Regions from separate parts of the Mus musculus genome. Here region 2 is linked to region 1. The links are chromatin contacts, called in public Hi-C maps. All regions are on one chromosome and are shown on one strand. The core of a region is the stretch at or near the end of the contact, and the rest is flanking DNA. Distances in the headings are between cores, read along the strand shown. Region 1 holds the start of Opa3 (optic atrophy 3). Region 2 holds the start of Sertad1 (SERTA domain containing 1).

Region 1 (5,599 bases), core at 1,041-3,540:
GACATCCATACAGTGGGAGAGCAAGGCCACTGCAGCCACTAAGGACTAGGTGCCCTACAGGCTGGGAGAATACAGACTGGACCACAGTAGGCAGGCACTAACTGCTCCTGTCTCTCCATAGCCTCTGTACAGAACTGGAAACAGAGGCTCAGGTGGGTTATGTTCCCCTGCCCAAAGTCATCATTGAAGGGGCAGGGTAAAGCCGTTCCCTAAACCACAAAGCTAAGACTAGTCCCAGGACTTGGAAGAAAAGCAGGAAGCTGAACAGGCCAGGAGGTCCAGAGTCCACAGCTAGGCTCTGGCACAAGCCTCTACCATGATGAACTGACTGTAATGGAGTGTGATCTTGGAGAGTGACCAAATTCCTGCCTGCGATGGCTTACTTTTTTCTTCTATAAATTTAAGTTGTCATCCCTGGTTTGTGTCCTGCAGATCTTGGAACTCACTTTATAAGTAAAGATACTTCATAACTTGCACTGACTCTCCTGCCTCTGCCTTCCAAGTGCTGAGATTGACAAACATATGGGACCAGTTTGTTTGTTTGTTTTGTTTTGTAGCCAGGGTTTCTCTGTGTAACAGCCCTAGCTGTCCTATAACTCACTCTGTGGATCAGGCTGGCCTTGAACTCAGAGATCTGAGATCTACCTGCCTCTGCTTCCCAAGTGCTGGGATTAAAGGCGTACACCACCATGACAGGCTGGTTTGTCTGTTTAGTTATTTATTTATCTTTGGTTTTGAGACAAGGTCTCATGTAGCCCAGACTGAACTCAATCAGGTATCTTAAGGTAGCTGACCTGTTCCTATTGTCTCAACCTCCCAAACACTGGGATGTGAGTCTATACCATCATTTCTTGCTTCAAAATCCCAAAATTTCCACTGCAAGACCTTTGGCCCAGGCAGAAGCTCCACCAAAACCCAAAATGACCAAGAATCTTATTAAACACACATGTGGAGGAGAAAAGTCAAGGGTCCCCTTAGTGCCTATGTTCCACCCTTGGAGCCAACAATGTCCCTCAGTGGTCTGGTGAGATTCTCCTCACCCTTCAGTCTCAGTTGGAATATTCCCTCTACCCGGAAGTGCTCTTTGTACTCTATGTCAGGTCAGGTACCTAGTGGGCTCTGCCATCCCATCTAGATTGTCACTGTATGAGTCTTGGTTCGACAGACTGGTACTGGCGTAGATAGACCCTGTTGTTTTATAAGCAGGGTCAGCTCAAAACAAACACTCATCATATCATTTATAAGCTACATGGGGCGTTGGACAAACATGAACGGTAGTTCTCGGTAAATTACAAAGACTTCCCCCTCGTCTCTGCTTTACAGAGATCAGTCTTTTCTAGGAGCACACATCTGGTGCGTTTGCGAAGCAAGTGAGGTCTTTGCTCAGGAGACTCCCTTGGCTCACCCGGCTGCTCTAAACTCGAGTCTGCCTACAGTTCCTGACATAATGCGGACATATTAGGACCGTATCTTTCCCAGTGTCGGGCTAAGAAGCCTGCACGGTGCGGCTACCGAACGAAAAGGATCGGTGTGAGGAAACTCATAAATAAACGGAAGGACGCCCATTCTGGGTTCATCCTTTTGCCAGGTCGCAAGATTCCAACACTATCACGACCCTAACTCAGTGTAAAACTAACGCACAAGCTCTGTGCTCTAAACCCAGGGTGATACGCAAATCACCCACAGGGCCGAAGGGAAACTGAGGGACAAACTGGGGTTTCTGTAGTCAAGTGTCTCTCTTAAGGATGGCTCCGAAGCGGATCGCTAAGGGGACTTCTTCTCGGTCCCGCCCCTAACTTCTGACAATAAGCTCCACCCTGGTGTTTCTCACACCTCATCCTATTGGCTGGTGTAGACGTCAACCGCCAGAAGCCCTCTTCTCTATTGGCTTGCATTCCAAACTCGCGCGGTGACGCCCCTGACTGCTCTCCCTTCTTCCCTATTGGGTCAGTGACACGCCCCTCTAGCAGAAGCCATCCTCATTGGCTATAGCGTTTTGCCGGTTCGCGCCGGGATTGGTCAAGCACAGACGCCGTTCCCCTGAACTAGAAAGATCGGGAATGGAAGGGCTAGAGGCCTTGGGGTGAGACTCACGCTGGGCTGGCGGTAGGCAGATGTAGGTCTTGAAGAACTCGCTGCGGCGGGCAGCATCCTTGATACGGTTGGCCAGCGGCTTGCTAACCTGCCGGATGCCCAAGTAGAACAGCTTCGCCATGGGGAACGCGCCCACCACCATCTCGGCGGCCGCCCTGGGGCACGCGCAACCTTGCTGACTGGGCGGGGCGCCGCCGACCTCGCCGTTCCTCCCCCACCCGCCCGTGGGCCGTGCGTGCTTGCGTAAGGAAGGACTTGCCTACGTGCCTACGTAGGAGCGTGCGTTTGCACGCTCGCGGCGGAGGTGGTGGGGAGGGTGTTTGTCTGCTGGGGGGGGGGCGGGCGCTCGTGACGTCGCCGCGTCGACGCCTCGACGTCCGTACGTTGGGTATGCAAATGTGCGGCGGAAGTGAAGCGTCAGAGGGCGGTGCCGTTAAACGGCCGCTCGTGGGAGCGTGGCCGGAGCCCTAGTCCCGACGTACTGACGTCACCGCGTCTTGCGTGATGTCACGTACTGAGTCGATTTCCCTGCCCATAGGAGGCGCCTGGTGAGTCCCAATTAAGTCTAAAGAGTCGGGGTGCGCCTTCCCGGCGGTTAGTGCCCTCGCCGGGGAGGGGAGCGAGTCAGCGCGTAGTCATACAGACCTGCCGCTTTACTCACTCTCTGAAGTTGGAGGAGTGACTCAACCCTTCAGGAAATCGGTTCGTTCTTTTTTTGTTGTTGTTTTTTTTCCCCTAATTGTTTTTAAAAGCCGGTCTCGTGTAACCCAGCCTGGCTCCGAACTCAATGTGTAGCCTACGCTGTCCTTGGAACTCCTGATCCTCCTGTGTCTGTGCCGCAGTGCGGTGCTGGGATCACAGCCCTGCGCTACACGGCCCAGCATTGATGTCAGCATCCCCGTGAGCAAAATGTCACACATAACAGTACCTGTCTTGTGTTTTCTGTGTTGTGAGGCTTGTGTCTCTGAACCCCAAGGCATTTCCCATCTTAGGAGGGGGGCTCCACCACTGAGCAAAAGACTCCAGCTCCTCCCAGGGGGGAGGGGGTTAGGCGGTGACTCTATCGCTGCGCCATGCTCACTGAGTGGCTCTACTAGTCAGCTTTGTGTGTGAATCCTGAATGTAAAACACAGGAAGTAACTACATGTAGAGCATGTCCCGCAAAGCCCAAATGTGCACTACAGCTAATCCATCCTTTTCCCAAGTAACCGAGTGAAAGACTGAGGGTCCCATAAGAACGGGGTGACACGGGGCTTCTCAGCCACCACATTGCCTAATATCACTGGTTCTCAAGCAGCCTGACTTCCTCCTTTGGAGGGTAAGGGTCCCCAGGGAGCTGGCTCAGGAAGGAACTTTAAGGACATGTCCCAGACTGTCCTCCCTTACCCAGCAGGGAGCAAAATCATATAAACAAAGTCAAGACTTAGTTGAGAGAAATTCCTGGATGGTGGCGTGAGGATGGGTAGTTGGGGACGGGAAGGGACCGGAAGGCAAAGGAGCAGAGGGGTCGTGGCTATCAAGAGAAAAAACTGGTGACACATAGCCAAGGGACCCCGGACTTTCCCATCAGTGCCTTTGGTCAAGTCCTCGCATCAGGGGACCCGTGCTTCATTTATATTGGTGGCAGCTGGGCCTGGTGTCACACAGCTGTCATGGAAGCACTCAGGAAGCTGAAGCAGGAGGATGGAATGTTCTAGGTCAGCCTGGACTACATAATGAATTCAAGGTCAGCCTGGGCAACTTAGTGAGTCCTGACTCAAAATAAAATGTACAAAAATAAAATAAGATGTCCATCAAAGAGGCAAAGTGTAGCTGTGTTTGGTAAAAGCTCCTGCCTAGCTTTTATAAGACCCTGGGTTCGATGTCCACTACTGGGAAGAAATCAGGAGGGCTGGAGAGATGGCTTAGTGGTTAAGAGCACTGACTGCTCTTCTGAAGGTCCTGAGTTCAAATCCCAGCAACCACATGGTGGCTCACAACCACCCATAATGAGATCTGATGCCCCCTTCTGGTGTGTCTGAAGACAGCTACAGTGTACTTACATGTAATAATAAATAAATCTTTAAAAAAAAATCAGGAAGAGCATATGTGACCTTGACATCTAAATTATTAAGAATGTCCGGATTTTTTTAAAGATTTGTTTGTTTGTTTATTTATTTATTTATTTATTTAATGTGTGAATACATTGTCACTGTCTTCAGACACACCAGAAGAGGTCAATAGATCCCATTACAGATGGTTGTGAGCCACTATGTGGTTGCTGGGAATTGAACTCAGGACCTCTGGAAGAGCAGCTAGTGCTCTGACCGACTGAGCGATCTCTCCAGCCCTGAATGTCCCGAGTGTTGAGAACCACTTTTGCAGGAGTCCTTCTGAAGACGTGTGTCTGGTGAGCTCCATGGTTTCTTTGGACAGCACCTTCCCCTTCACTGTTCATTTTTAGTTATGTGCATATGTGTGTACCTGTGTGTGGGGTATGTGCACATGAGTACTGCCCACAGAGGACAGAAGAGGACGCTGGAGCCCCTAGACCTGGAATCACAGGTATTTGTGAGCCACCTGACATAGTGCTGGGAACAGAACTCAGGTCCTCTGGGAGAGCAGTCCATCTCTTAACCACGGAGCCATGTCTTCAGAGTCGCCACTTCCCATTCTACAGACATCCCAACTGAGGCTCAAGCTTCCACAGGACTCAGGGTGGAGATAACACTTCTTGAGTCGAAGTCCAGGGTCATCTTCTAACCCTGGTGGCCAAAGGACCTCCTAGGGAGTCTAGGATCTCTGGGAAGGCTTTAGGAAACCTCTAAACTGGTATGTAAATCTTCCTTTCTGATTGTGTCCTTAGTTCTCAGAACAGCTTCCAGCACACAGTAGGTGTTCAATACATTTTGTTTGTCTTGCTTTGTTGCAAAGACAGAATCTTGTTATACAACCCAGTTTAGCCTCAAACTTATGGTCCTCTTGCACTGGTCTTGAGGGTTCTGGGGCCTGCACCACCATGCAGAGATGCCTCCATCTCAATCTCCTTCCCAAATCAGTGCTTTCTGAAGCCCCTCCACTCCACTCACCTTTCCTACCCACAAACCTGCTTCTTTACTAAGTGCTTTTGCAGCCCCCAGTCCTCTTCACGCCTTCTCCTCAGTTCTCTGAGAAGGGTTCCATGGGACTTTTCAGATGAGAGAGAGAGAGAGACACTCTGTGTGTGTGTGTGTATGTGTGTGTGTGTGTGTGTGTTTGTGTGAGAGAGAGAGAGAGAGAGAGATTTTCCCATCTCAGCGGCCTGTTTCTACACCATAGAGACATCTGCCATTTCTTGACTCCAGGGGTGGAGCAGGCTAGCCAGAGCCAGGCACTTCCTCTCCCTCCTATTTGGTGAAAGGAGCCACCGAAGCATCTGGATCACCCATTAAGACACAAAGAGGAAGGGATATCATTAGCTACATCAGGCAGGCAGCCCTGGCCACCCTGGGCGTGGGAATAGACAGATAGGGGAGGAACAGGGAGG
Region 2 (5,599 bases), core at 2,178-4,677, 8.3 Mb before region 1:
CGGGATTACAAGTTTGATGTTATTTTATCCTTGATCGGCACAGATGCAAAGAAGCACACACACTTGGTATTTCCCAAAGCTGGTTTTAATTTCAAAAAATTATGAGGTCTCTTCCCACACTGGGGATAATGGGATGGGATAGCCCAAACTATTATCCCAGTTCAACCCCAGCCTGGCCCAAACACCATTACTGTCACTGGGCCCTGTCATTTCACCACTCGGGGCTCATTTCCAACTCCTTCACTGGTCAAGACAGGTGGATGGATGTGAAGTTCCCAGGACTCAGTACAGTCTCTCCAAAGTGACCCTGGCTCTCCTCTGTGAGGGGACGCCACCTGTGTCGTGTCAAAGTGGGTTGGTGTCACCACCAGGCTCAACTCAGATCCAAGTCAATTCTCCCTGGGTCCTAAGGGTCAGCGCCCAGGCCCTGGTGGCCTTTCCAGTGCCTGTGTGCCTACTAGTACATCCATGAGGTAGTCCAACTCCGCCTCATCCAACTCTGGAGGCTCCTCCTTGGCTGGGCCATTCTCAGGGCCGGGCTTGAGACCCTCAGAGGCTGGTAACCAAAGTTCACTGTCGTACATGGAGGTATCGATGTCCTCAAACAGGCCCTCCAGTCCATCGTCCAGCAGACAGCCAGTGGCTGGGCCTAGCAAGTCCAAGGCACCCAGGTTGGGTGAGATCCCCCCGATGGAGCGGCCTGGAGGCCCCTCATCTGCTTGGGGTTGGGGGGCCTGGTTCAGGTCCTCAATGTGGTTGAGATCTTCCAGGAGGCTGGCCATGGAGGCTGAGAGGCCAGCATCTGAGCTAGCCAGAAGGCTGTCTGCCACAGAAGGGGCTGGGGGCTGGATGGGCTCAGGCGGCAGGACAGGTGCGGGTTCCATGGACGCCTGGATGCGCCTCAGTGTGTTCACCACAAGCACCAGGTGCCGGAGGTCCGGCTCGCTCTGCCGCAGGCTGTGGTGGAGCTTGACCACTGAGAGGTCAAAGAGGGAGCTAGAAGCCACCGTCGGCGGGGTCTGCGCCACTGCCGGGTGGCTCGGATCCAACCAGCACGAGTCCACGGAGAGGGCTTCCATCGTCTCCTCCTCCTCCCGCTTGCGCTTCAGACCTTTGCTCAGCATCCTCTGCAGGGAGGAAGGAGCCATTCAGTTATGGGAAGCCAATACTCAGTTCACACCCAGCTCTGACAACTGCTGTCTGTGGGATCCTGACCAGTCGATTAACCTCCAGGTCTAGGTTTTCTAAGCAAATTCTTATTTGTTTCTAACGGGACAGGGTCCCGTGTAACTCAGGCTGACCTGCCCCCAAACGTGCTATGTAGGCAGCTTCTGCTCTTCCCTTCTTCCCCTTCCCAGCGCTGGGATTACAGGTGTGTGCCACCATACTTGGTGTATTTGATGCTGGGGATGGAACTTCCTGGGCCTCCTGCATGTAAGGCAAACATTCTACCAACTGAGTTATATTCTCAGCGTCCTCAGTGAGCTTCTGAGATACAGACAGCATTCTGTTATAAGTTGCTACTACAGATTAGATTAAAGGAACAAAAAGCCCTTGCAACATGGTCATTAGTACTTGAAATTTTACTTTTATTTTACATTTTTGTGTTTGTGTGTGTGCGCGCATGAGCGTGCAGATGTCCAAAGAAGCCAGCTGCTGGAATCCCTGGAGCTGATTTTAAAGTAACTGTACGCCATCAGATGTGAGTACTGGGAACTGAAATCAGGTCCTTTGTAGGAACAGCAAGCTCTAAAACCACATCACTAGTTCTTATTTATAAGCACTCTTTGGTTTTGCTCTTTTGAGACAGGGCCCCACACTGTAGTCCGGGCTGACCAGCCATTCCAGGCAATCCTCCTGTCTCAGTCTCCCAAGGGGTTAGGATTACAGGTGTGTTCCATTCCTTGATTACAAATACAGCCATCTTACACAGTTCAATACAGAGTATCTGCTATGCATGGAACTCTATGGTCAAATGTACAGAAAGTGGTAGGAAGATGCCATCCTGGGAGGTAGTCAAGGCAGGTTTTTCTAAGAAAGATAAGTACATTGAAGCTGAGTCCTGCTGTTTGCACTGTAGGCTATGGAGAAGCAGGGCCAGGCTTTCCTGAAAGAGCCAAAGGAAGACAGAGAGAGGTAAACCTGAACTGGGGAGTTTAAAAAAAAAAAAAAAAAGAAGGCCACCACACACTAGGAGCAGGCGCAGAGAGTGTGACACAGTAGGAGTCCCGGTGGGGGTGGGGAGCAAGCAGGAGGAGGCGCGGGCAGGAATAGGAGGCTTGGATTTTCAGAGTGTCAGGACAGAGTCATGGAGGGTAGGGTCTAGGCAGGAAGATGAATGGTGACGTTAGTTGGCAAGGTCTCTAGAGGATCCCCGGTAGCTGCTGCCTGGGGAAAGATCGGTGGCGGGGCAGCATCATGTGTGTGTGTGTGTGTGTGTGTGTGTGTGTGTGTGTGTGTGTGTGTAGGTTTGGAGATAGAAGTGGGCCTGAACTGCCTGCCTTCCGACTGCTGTACTCACTGGGATGCTGGCCGCTTGGGTTTAAAGCCTAAGCTGTTAGTAGTCACTCAAGGAAGTAAGGGTCCCGAACTTATTGAGGAAAGAGAGAGACAAGGGAAACCCTGAAGGGCCGCGGGAGTAAGTCATTGACAGAAGTTTGAAAATCGGTACTTTCTTCCAAGAGGACTAGAGTTTGAAGCCCCTAGCCTAATCTAACGGGGGCATAAAGGCCGCAGGGTCTCAGTCCCGGGGACGCTGCCTAGACCTAGCAAGACACTAAAAATCCAGTCTTTGCCCTTTTCGCTGAAGACCCGGGAGCCGGGAACCGCAGGAATTCAGCCCCCACCCCGACTCCGCCCCCCCGAGTCCCGGCGCCCCCTAGCGGTACTCCAACCTGGGCTCCCCCGGGGACTCCGGCCCCAGTGACCCCGGGATCCTTTAGATTCCCCAGGGTACCGCCTGTCCCTCCCGGGCCACAGCGAGCCGCGACCCCCGCGGGCCGCTCAGTGAGCCCGGCCTTCCCTCGCTTCCGGAAGGCAGCGGAGGCGGCTCCTCCCGGAGCGGCGGCGGCGGGGGCGGGTGAGTCACGCAGCCGGAGCCAGGGAGCCGGCGCCTCCGCCCCCTTCTCGGGCTCCGACGTGATTCACCCAGCCCGGCCCGGGCGGGCGACACATACAGGCCCTGGGCGCTCGATCCCGGTCAGCCCCGGCCACCATCTACCTAGCTGAGGTATCGAACACCCTAAAGAACCCGGCCCCCCGTACCCCCGTCTTTCCCCACCAGGCCCCTTCATTTACATACACAGATCACTCGCGGCCAATCAGAACGAAGAGGGAGCCACACGCAGCCAATCAGGAAGCGGCTGCCGTAGCATCGCTAGCTTGTTCTGCTCCAGCAACCGACACCTGGGACGGTAGGCGCAGTTCTGACTCCGGCGCACGACTCCAGACACTCGACTATCCCTAGTTCCCGCCCACTCGCGTGGCAGCCCCGCCCTGCAGCTCAGGGATCGGCTCTCGTTGGTGGTGGTGGGCGGAGCCTGAGCGGGGCCGTTCCAGAAGGAGGGGGGAGGTTGTCCCTAAAGCGCATGCCCAGGAGGACTGCCTGAGCGAAGGGACAGCTCTGGTAGCGATTTCCCTTGTGGGGCGATGACAGGTAGGGGTTTTGTACTTTAAAAAGTACAGGCCTGTCACTTCATGTGTTATTTTAGAAAACTGTATGACTTCTGGAAGAGGACCTACTTCTTGAGAGTTACAAAATTAACAGTTTTCTCAGTAGGGCTTAGGATACTGGACTCAATACAGTGAGACAACTGGATTCTACTATGATTAAAGACGGGAGTAAGGGGGGGACGGAACGACACCAGAGTCACGTCCTGGGCATCAGTTCCGGAGGAGCTGTGTGACTTTGGGCAGCAGTTTAAGTCCCTGAAAATAATTTCCTGCGGGGCGTGGTTGTTCACACCCATAACCCCAGTATGGGAAAACTAAAGTATGGGGGATTGCTTTGAGTTTGCAGCCGGACTACTTAGTGGATTTGAATCCAGCCTGGACCTCAGAGTGAGATCCTGTCTTAAAACAAAACAAAACAAAACAAAACAAACTAGCAAAAAAAACCGACGAACTTTTTTTTTTTTTTTTTTTTTTTTTTGCGACAGTTTCACTAACTTGCCCAAGTTAGCCTGGGAAACAGAGCAACCAACCCTCCTCAGCCTGTCAGTGACTGGAACCAGAGACTTATGCCACACCTAATATTCTTTTTTTTTTTTTTTTTGGTTGTTTGGTTAGTTGGGTTTTAGTTTAGTTTTTGTGTATGTTTTTGTTTGTCTCTTTGTCTTGGTTTTGGGTTTTCGTTTATTTTGAGACAGGGTTTTTCTGGGCAACAGCCATGATTGTCCTGTAACTCAATCTATAGACCAGGCGGCCTCTAACTCAGAGATTCACTAACCTCTGCCTCCTGAGAGCTGGGGTTAAAGGCCTGCGCTCCACACCTGGCCTTCAGCTATTCTTAAAATATGTTTGGAAAGGTACAGTTTAGTGAAAGAGTGCTTGCCTCACATTTCAGCATGTTAAACACCTGCACTTGGTTACAGCACTGAAAAATAAAATAAAGTAAAATAGCCTGATGATTTACTAAGAGTAGAACATTAAGGGCTGGAGAGGTGGCTCAGTGGCTAAGAGTACTTGTTGCTCTTGCAGAGGACCAGGCTCGGCTCCTGGTTCAGGTTCAGTTCAGCACCCACATGGCAGCTCATGACTGCCTATAACTGTAGTTTTAGAAGATCCAACACCCTATTCTGACTTTCTCAGTCACTCGATACACGTACTACATAAACAGCCAAACAAGCACAAACACAAATCCAAACAGTAGAATGCTGGGCTGAGGAGGTGGCTCAGTGGGTAAAGACACTGGTGCTGCTAAGTGACAAGCTGAGTTCTGTCTCCAGGGCTACAGAGAAACCATGTGTGGAGAAACAAACAAACAAACAGTCAATCAACAAAGAGCTAGTCTGTGAAGCTGGAGAGGTGGTTAAACTGTTAAGACTACTGTCTGGTCTTCCAGAAGACATGGGTTTGATTCCTAGCACCTACATAGGAGTCCCAACAATATAATTCCAGATGCCCTATTCTGGCTTTTGTGGGTTCCAGGCACATATGTGGTACATAGGCAGACATGTAGGTAAAACACCTATGTATACAAAGTAAGATAAATCTTCATGTGGTTGCTGGGATTTGAACTCTGGACCTTCGGAAGAGCAGTCGGGTGCTCTCACCCACTGAGCCATCTCACCAGCCCCCTAAGATAAATCTTTTAGAAGATCTATTATGTAACCAATAAAGGTTCAAGCACTATCTTCTATTTAACTTTTTTTTTTTTTTTTCTGAGGCAGGGTTTCTCTGTGGAGCCCTGGCTGTCCTGGAACTCACTCTGTAGACCAGGCTGGCCTCGAACTCAGAAATCCGCTTGCCTCTGCCTCCCAAATGCTGGGATTAAAGGTGTGAGCCACCACTGCCTGGCTCTATTTAACTATTTTTATTTTATGTGCATTGGTGTTTTGCCTGCATGTATGTCTATCTATGTGAGGGTTAAGGACAGGTG

The links. A called contact is a pair of places that touch in the nucleus more often than the background predicts.
Region 2: a contact with region 1 is called in a Hi-C map of B cells, with 6 read pairs. The contact joins the promoter of Sertad1 here to the promoter of Opa3 in region 1. A contact is called at or near these places in 1 of 484 Hi-C or Micro-C datasets (B cells), 1 of 115 datasets of contacts at active chromatin or transcription factors (embryonic stem cells) and 1 of 9 other capture datasets (pancreatic islet).

The regions. Positions count from the first base shown.
Region 1 is chr7:19,225,080-19,230,678 of GRCm38.p6, reverse strand. It overlaps Opa3 (optic atrophy 3), which reads right to left and starts at 2,290. Exons shown (of 2, transcript NM_207525.3): 1 at 2,095-2,290. The coding sequence starts at 2,236.
Region 2 is chr7:27,484,781-27,490,379 of GRCm38.p6, reverse strand. It overlaps Sertad1 (SERTA domain containing 1), which reads right to left and starts at 3,427. Exons shown (of 2, transcript NM_018820.4): 1 at 3,302-3,427; 2 at 66-1,127. The coding sequence starts at 1,124. The coding sequence ends at 414. It overlaps Gm38972 (a long non-coding RNA gene), which reads left to right and starts at 3,420. Exons shown (of 5, transcript XR_881906.2): 1 at 3,420-3,655.